Regions from separate parts of the Ovis aries genome. Here region 1 is linked to region 2. Evidence: chromatin contacts called from public Hi-C data. All regions are on one chromosome and are shown on one strand. Each heading gives the region's core, a stretch centred on a gene start, on an enhancer-like site or on the middle of the called end of the contact. The rest is flanking DNA. Distances are from core to core; before and after follow the strand shown. Region 1 has its middle 41 kb from the start of FLI1. Region 2 has its middle 150 kb from the start of TRNAR-CCU.

Region 1 (4,084 bases), core at 784-3,283, 360 kb before region 2:
ACAGGGGGATAAGGTGGCCAGAATGCCACTCAGCTACGAGGGTTTGGGGAGGTTCTAGGTCCTCTGATGTAAGTCCAGGAGACTTTAATGGCCAGATCTTAGCTGAAGATGGATCACTCAGCTTCACTGGCTCTCTCTCCTCTCTTCTTGCAGGGCTTTCCAGGATCATGCTGTTAAGATCTCTTCCCTCTGTCTCCCCCTGCCCCATCCCCCAACTCATGCCTTCTCTCACCCTCCAAAGTTCACCTTTATCCAAAGGTCCTCCCTTTGGGCAGAGCCATTGGGGCCCATCTGGTGGAGTCTAATGTGAACACAGAGGCCTCTGCAGGTCACCCCCGGGCCCTGATCCTGGCCTCAGCTTTCCTGGCTTCATGTTCATGTCCATCTCATGCAGCCCTGGCATGACTTTCGCTCTGTAAAATGCAGATGCTTCCATAAGGGATGAATGACTTCATCCCTAACGTCTTTGTGTGATTCTAGCTTACAGCTCCTTTGCTGACAAAAATTAGGAGTGGGAAGTGGAAGGAAGAGGAACGAGGACCAAGGCACTGAAGAGCCTTTAGTAGAGCCTGGTCTTGAGGATGGGTCCCCAGTCCACCTCGGTGATTTGAGCTGTGCTTCAATCCAGGCCATCTACACTATTTCAAAACAACCTTGCCCTCCGCACCCACCCAAGTCAGCAGAGAAAGGTGGAGACAGACCTGAATATTAGTGGTGCGCCCCCTAAGCCCTTTGAAGGCATCGGTGAGGTCTGACAATACATTCTCTTTTCCGCCGTGCGGTGCAGGTGACCGTGAAACACTCCTCAGGGACACAGAAAATCAAATTCAACTCTAGAAACCACTTAATTCTGTTCCTGGAAGGGTCAGTTGTAAAAATGAAGCTTTCCTTTGAAAGGACTTTAGAGTAAAAATAGAAATCAGAGACACAGTTAATCTTTTACAGGCTTCGGTGGGTTTTTTTTTTTTTCCCCCTCTTTCATTTGTTTATGAAATGTTTCTGCTCCTCACCTTTGGGAAGAAATTTCACACCCCCTCTGAATTTGCCATTACTTGAAGCACTGGACTAAAACTTGTCCTCAATTCAGCTTAAGAAAACCCTTGGAGGAGCTCTCCAAGTCCATCTTTTGGACTTCAGTTCTGGAGAATCTTCAAAGGTCTATACCTCACTGCTCCATCAGTAACCCCAACCCAGAAAGGGCACCCTCTGGAGATCACTGAGGTGTGATCCTCTGGGGATCATCTGAGCAACAGCCAGGTCGCTGGGCAACCCCAAACACACATAGCCAGGCTCCATGTGGCTGGTATCTTTTCCCCCCAGGCAGGAGGCAGCTGGACTCTCACTTCCTACTAGCAGCTCATAGTCGCTGACCAGGGGCACAGACATGTCCTGTGCTCGCCCGGCCCCTTTCTTCCCTTTGTGTTCGGCCAGGATGGTCCTGAAAGTCACCCTGCTGCCATGAGTGCAGCGTGGCGTCTGAGCTCATGGGGTGCGGGCCTAGGGGAGGAGGAAGGAGGGCAGAAGCCCCCGATGTTACCAGGCAGCCTCCTCATGGTCCTGCTCTCTCTCTGTCCCTCTTTCTTTCCCACTCTTCCCACCTGGTGACTTTTGCCATGAATCCCTTTCCTCATAGATGATAGAGTCCCTGATCCCCACTCTCCCAACATTTCTGGAAGGTTGGAAGAAGACAGGCAGACTCCCCATGGGGGCCATTCTTTGCAGGACACCGCCGAAGACTGCTCCTCAAATGAACGAGAAGAGAGCCAGTGTCTTTTGATTTCTGCAATGAGCCTGGCTGCCTCTTAAGACCTGGCCAGGCTCAGAGCCTCCACGGGGCCCAGGCCACCTCCAGCCCCCAGAAAGTCTAGCTGTGGGGCACAGCAGCACCCGTTTGGGTGGGTGGGGGGTTGGCAAACCCAAGGGCCTCCTCCCTGCATTTCTTCTGTCACATCTGCTGAATTCAAGCCTTGGAACTGACCCCACCCACTTCCCAACAATCCGCGGCATCTAATTGCTCCTTCCTTTTCATTTTATTTAGTAACTGGGTTCAGCCCAGGAAACCCTGGCTTCCAATCTTTGAGTGTTTTGACTCAGGGACCGTAAACTGTCTGATTTCTTGGACAAACACAATCTTGAGGAATTTTTCTCTTTACACAATGGCCTGGCTGTGTGAATGTCATGGTTCCCCATTCAGGCCTTGGTAGGTTTTTATTTTTTTTCCCTTCCTACAGACGTCAATCTACTTAAAATAAATATTCCCTTTGGTTTTGGGGGCCCTTTCCTTTGGATTACTCACGTTTATCTCTGGGATTAGAAAGCAGCTGGGAAGCAGAGATAGGAGGGCAGGAGAAACCGGCCACACCAAGAAACCCAAGTCATGCTGGAGATTTTTAGCCAGTCTGGAACTCACCTTTGGCTTTGTGGATTATACTCATTGACTACATGAGGCCATCAGCCTGTGTGGTTTCCTTTTTAGAAAGGCTGCTAACTCCCTCTGCCCCTACTTCCCCTCCCCTGGGACCCCTTCCTATCCTCCCGCCCACCCCCACCACCCACCCCGCACATCGCATCCCCTCCACTGAGCCGAGTCATCTTTCTGAAGCAAATCTGGTCCTGTTCCCCCTATTGCCCCATTAATATTGTTTAATTGCTAAGTCTTTCCAACTCTTTGACCCACAGGCTATAGCTTGCCAGGCTCCCTTTGTCCAAGGCATTTTCAGACAAGAACACTGGAGTGAATTGCCACTGTCTCCCCTAGTCCCCCACCGGAAGTCTCTGAGGACTTGAATTAAAGTCCCATTGCTCAGGCAAGGTGGGCCCATCACAGTATGGCATGACTCTCTTCTATTTCTTGTGGCTTTCCCTCTATAGACCACGATACAGGCCACCCGAGACCAGGGATCCCACCTTGGCGTTTGGCATGTGTGATCCCTTCTGCCTGAAATACCTTTTCTTTTTCCTGCTGGATTCTTCCTCGTCCATAAAGACCTACTTGAGTTTTCACTGTGTGACAGCCTTGCAGCCTTGCTCGTGGCTACCAATTTTCACATTGCACAAAGCTGCTGGCTGACTGCTGTTCTTATCATTTCAACCCAGATACACTGGTCAGTGCTCTTTTCTTTTTCTCTTTCTCCCTCTTTGTCTTCCTCTTCATGTCTCCCTTTTCTTGGTAGCTTATAAAGTTATCTTTGAAATCTCCACTGGGACCTCTAAGATACCTGGCATTCTACCAAAAAAAAAAAAAAAAGAAAGAAAGAAAGAAAGGTTGCCATGCTGACTTTTGCATTATCAAATATCTTCCATGCCTTGACACCGACTAGGCACCTTCTGTTTGCTATCTCACTGAAATATCATACCCACCCAGGGAGTTGCATCTTATTTCTTGTTTTCACACAAGATCGACTGAAGCTTAGTGAGTTTAATTCCTTTTCAAGGTCATACTGTTAGCAAATGTGGAGTTCAGACTCAAGTCTCTCTGAGCCCAAAGTCTGGGTGTTTTTGTGGTGCCGGGCACCGGCAGGGGACTCCAAGGCTGAGAGAACCTGGGCTCCAGGTGGGGTCTCATGTGAGCCCTTGACCTTCCAATCCTGAGAATGAGATAGAAGTGTTAGCATGCAGTGCTCAGGATGGCTGCTATGTGCAAAACAAGTTCATCAGAAAATGATTGCCAAAAAAAAAAAAAAAAAAAGAAAAGAAAAGAAAATGATTGCCATTGTTCAGCATCAGAAGAGAGTAAGCTCCAGAGGGCTTTTACCCCCTTCCCACTGTCAGTTCCTATCCCAGCCCAAATGTATCATGCTTTCTGCTCAGAGAAGCTCATTCCTGGGGAAAGGGGTGCAGTGAGTCTGGATTGCTGGTAAAAACCAGGCTTTTGTGTCTTTTGATGTTGATCAGGCAGGAGTGGATTCATGGATTGTGATGGTTGATGTCCAGTTAAAACTGGACATGAAACAACAGACTGTTTCCAAATCGGGAAAGGAGTACGTCAAGGCTGTATATTGTCACCCTGCTTATTTAACTTATATGCAGAGTACATCATATGAAATGCTGGGCTGGATGAAGCACAAGCTGGAATCAAGATTGC
Region 2 (3,715 bases), core at 989-3,488:
TTCTCATCACGCAGACAAGTCCCAGGTCCACATGGAAGTGTCGTGATGACTTGAAGTGCAGTGTTAGTTCAGAACGATAGCCAGGGATTGTCTGAGAGACAGTCAGAGAAGAAAGTCCCAGATGACATGTCATTTAGATAATATTTGCCTAATCTTTTGCATGAAACCTACATGATGATTGTCTGTTTTGTGCATCAGTGTTTATCTTCTTTCGGTCACTCTCTCTCTCACTCTCTTTCTTTCTCTGTCTCCCCCATCCCTTTCGCCCCTCTCTCTACCTCCCTTTTTGTAAAAGTAGAGACAAAAGTTACCGGAAGTCTCAATTGTCAGACTTCAAAGTCTCTGCTAAACATCTGACATTTGACAGTGTGTCTCCCTCCCCTTCCTCCTCACCCTCGGCTCGCTTGCATGGGCACAGCCTCACAGAGATAACCATATCGGGCAGAATAAATGAAGCCTGTTTCCTTCTAAATTTGCTTCCTCCCACACATGGTTCGACTGTGTACCCTGGGGCTGGCAAGCACTCTACCCGAGACTTTTCCCTACTGACTTCTGGGTGGAGGTGGTGGGCTGGATGTGGTCAGAGACTCTTCATTCACCAGGCAGAAATCGTGGAGTTTTTGAACCAGAAAAAGATCCCACACAGAGTCTCATCGAACTCTCTCACTTTATAGATGGCAGAGTGGAGGCTGGGAGGAGTTCATCGAATTGTCTGAAATCAGAGTTACATATGATCAGAGCAGGCCCTGGGAGCCAGAATGCTTTTATGACACAGGCTGGTCTTCTTTCTGCCTGAACACAGAGACTCAGACCCTGTACGTGGTGGAGTTAACACTCAAAGCTCAGAGGGTGGATTTCTCCAGTCTCCAGGTAGACTAAATCCTCCTGGGGCTTCATCAGGGTGAAGAGAGAAGTCCTGTCCTTGGCTCCCTGCCTTCGAGAGGACCCGGAAACCCAGCTGCCTACGTGCCTTGAGGTCCGTGGGAGAGGAAAGCAGCTGGTAGAAGGTGGTCTGTGCACTGGGGCCACCCATGTGCTCCACAGAACCACTCAGAACCTAGACTGGGGCCATCCCCTGTCCCCAGCCCAAGAGAGGGCAGTCACAGATGATTCTCCAGATGAAGCAAGCATGGCGGCAGCAGACAGGAAAGGAAAGAGGGGCTGCTGAGGCAGAGGGCTGGGCGTCTGAGGAGGAGAAACACACAGCTCCCCACTGGGATACCTGGAGTATCGCCCCCAACACGCTTCAGAAGACAAACTCCACTCGTGACGTTCCTTAAATTTACATCTTCAGGAGGTTTTAGAATGGAATCCATAGAAAATTACAAATTCCTTTAAAAATAGTAGAGAGACTTCCCTGGTGGCTCACATAGTTAAGCGACTGCCTGCAATGCGGGAGACCCGGGTTCAATCCCTGGGTTGGGAAGATCCCCTGGAGAAGGAAATGGCCAGCCACTCCAGCACTCTTGCCTGGCAAATCCCATGGATGGAGGAGCCTGGTAGGGTCCCAAGGAGTTGGACACGACTGAGCGACTTCACATTCTTTCTTCTTTCTTTCTTAAAAATGGCAAGACTTTAGGAGGAATTGGAAGGTTGAATAGAGAGAAAAGCTGGGTGAGGAAAATGCAAAGAACCTGTAAAATCTTGACTTTCTCCTCTTGCCACCTCCCATGCGTGGACACGCACACACACACACTCCCCCCAGCACAGGTTGGCAAAGCTCCTTTTCTCTGCCACTGTCTGGCTGAAGCAAACCTCTCACCAAGATCCACCCCCGATCGCCACCTGTAACGGGCACCCCAGCCTCAAATTGTTTCCTCCTCTCTGGGGGCTCAGCAGGGCTGGTCACACCTCCCAGCTGACCTTCTCCTTCTACCAGGCTTGGTGGCTCTGGCTTGCCACCTGCCTCGTGGGCACCTGCAGCCCTCCTCGCAGGTCAACTAGTTTTGTGCTGTTTTACTGCTTTCTCATCCCGCACGCCCAGCCTCCAGGGTCCTTGCGGGGCAGGAGTACTTCCCACTCGCTCACTGCTCTGCCTGTGTGCTTCCCAGCCTACGAGGGCAATTTTTCAGAAAACTATTTTTAGAAATAGTAACCTCAGAATAAACACAGCACACCAGATGTTGGTGTTTTTCTGGGGCAACTGAGCTGAGAATCATTTGTTTAAAGAGAAAGGTAAAACAGCCAACCTTGCTGTGCAGGCAGGGCCACGGGCTGCGGATTGCTGGGTTTTACTCCCTCTAGTGACAGGATCTCAGATGGCAATGAAGCCACCTTGACTCAGAGTAGCAAGACTTTATTATGGACTGTATTTTTACATGAATTCCATTTTACATGATATTTAGGCTTATAGTTTAGCAAAAGTGAGGACGACCGAGCATGTGATGGATGACAAAGCATAGATGGCATCCTAATTTTAAGGGTGTGTGCATGTGTGTAAAGTCGCTTCAGTTGTGTCCGACTCTTTGCAACACTGTGTTCTCTGTCCATGTGATTCTCCAGGCAAGAATACTGGAATGGGTTGCCATTTCCTCCTTCAGGGGATCTTCCTGACCCAGGGATCTAACTAGCATCTCCTGCATTGGCAGGTGGGTTCTTTTACCGCTAGTGCCACCTGGGAAGTCCAATTTTAAGGATACAAAACTCAGTTTTACTCGATATTCAGGCTTTTAGTTTAATGAAAAGTAGGGTTAGATGGTATCATAATTTTAAGGGAACAAAATGATATTAGGGCAGTTTCTCTGCATCTTTTCCTTATTGCAAGAAAGACTGATCACTGTATAGAACTGTATTTTGAAAACGAGGCTATGGCACAACTGCTGGAGACCTTTGGTTAAATAAAATGTTTTCCCTAAACAGAATCTGCCTGTAACAGGAAATGATTAGGGCAAATGCTGTGCTCTATGCCTCTTCCCTAAGCACGGGTCAGTTGTTCTGTCAGTTCCATGGAAGGTGGGATAAAAAGGGACAGGTTGGAAGGTGCATTTGTTGGTCTAATGTTGGAGAGACAGAACAAAACAACAACAAAGCTTTCTGATTGTAAAGCAGAGACCAGAACTATTACCTGAAAGCACCAAGAGTGTCCCTTTCAGAAAGTTTCAAGCATATTTCTTAGTGAATTTGGTGCAGCCTGCAAAAAGACATCGAAAGGGAACTGGAAGACTTTTGTAGACCTGAATTCTAGAACTCTACAATTTACAGCCTTAAGAGTCTTCTAACTGGAAGAAAGCTGTAAGTGAAAGGTCTTCACTGGCCTGAAGACTTTAGTGCTCAGATCAAAAATGCTTCTCAGTGTGGAAAGTAGCTGATGGATAATTATCTAGTCACATTGTCAGTGACAGGGTTTCTCCTACAACTGACTGTGGCTTGCTAGTATCAGGGTGATGGAGGAAAACCAAATGGCTGTGGCTGATAGGTGGGAAAACGTGCCGTAATCGATCAGTCTGATCATGCTCCATCTCTCAGCCAATTTTGAGTCAGACTTTGTGAATTATGGAACTGCGTTCATTCATTCTGCAGAAAGCTCTCCATTCACAAATTGTTCAGCTGAACTGACAATCAATGCATTGAGTTCTTTTGCTCGAGTGCTGACAGTTTTCCAAAGTAACAGCCTACTCTTTGACTGCCCTTTTCCCTTTGTTCACGTTGATTGTTTTCACTCACAACTTACCTAACTTCTAGCGAGTCCTGGGGGAGAGACCAGCACGTACTTCCC

Evidence for each region. A called contact is a pair of places that touch in the nucleus more often than the background predicts.
Region 1: a Hi-C map of liver shows a contact between it and region 2, with 4 times the contacts expected there. The contact joins two enhancer-like sites. A contact is called at or near these places in 13 of 16 Hi-C or Micro-C datasets (blood, hypothalamus, liver and 5 more).

Annotation. Positions count from the first base shown.
Region 1 is chr21:29,443,795-29,447,878 of ARS-UI_Ramb_v3.0, reverse strand. No RefSeq gene overlaps it. Among named protein-coding and RNA genes, the nearest start is that of FLI1, 41 kb to the left of the region's middle. Within about 2 kb of position 2,033, at least 6 of the 54 cell types and tissues checked have an H3K27ac peak or open chromatin away from gene starts, as enhancers often do. A contact at or near this core is called in liver, where this site is marked.
Region 2 is chr21:29,080,789-29,084,503 of ARS-UI_Ramb_v3.0, reverse strand. No RefSeq gene overlaps it. Among named protein-coding and RNA genes, the nearest start is that of TRNAR-CCU, 150 kb to the left of the region's middle. Within about 2 kb of position 2,238, at least 11 of the 54 cell types and tissues checked have an H3K27ac peak or open chromatin away from gene starts, as enhancers often do. A contact at or near this core is called in liver, where this site is marked.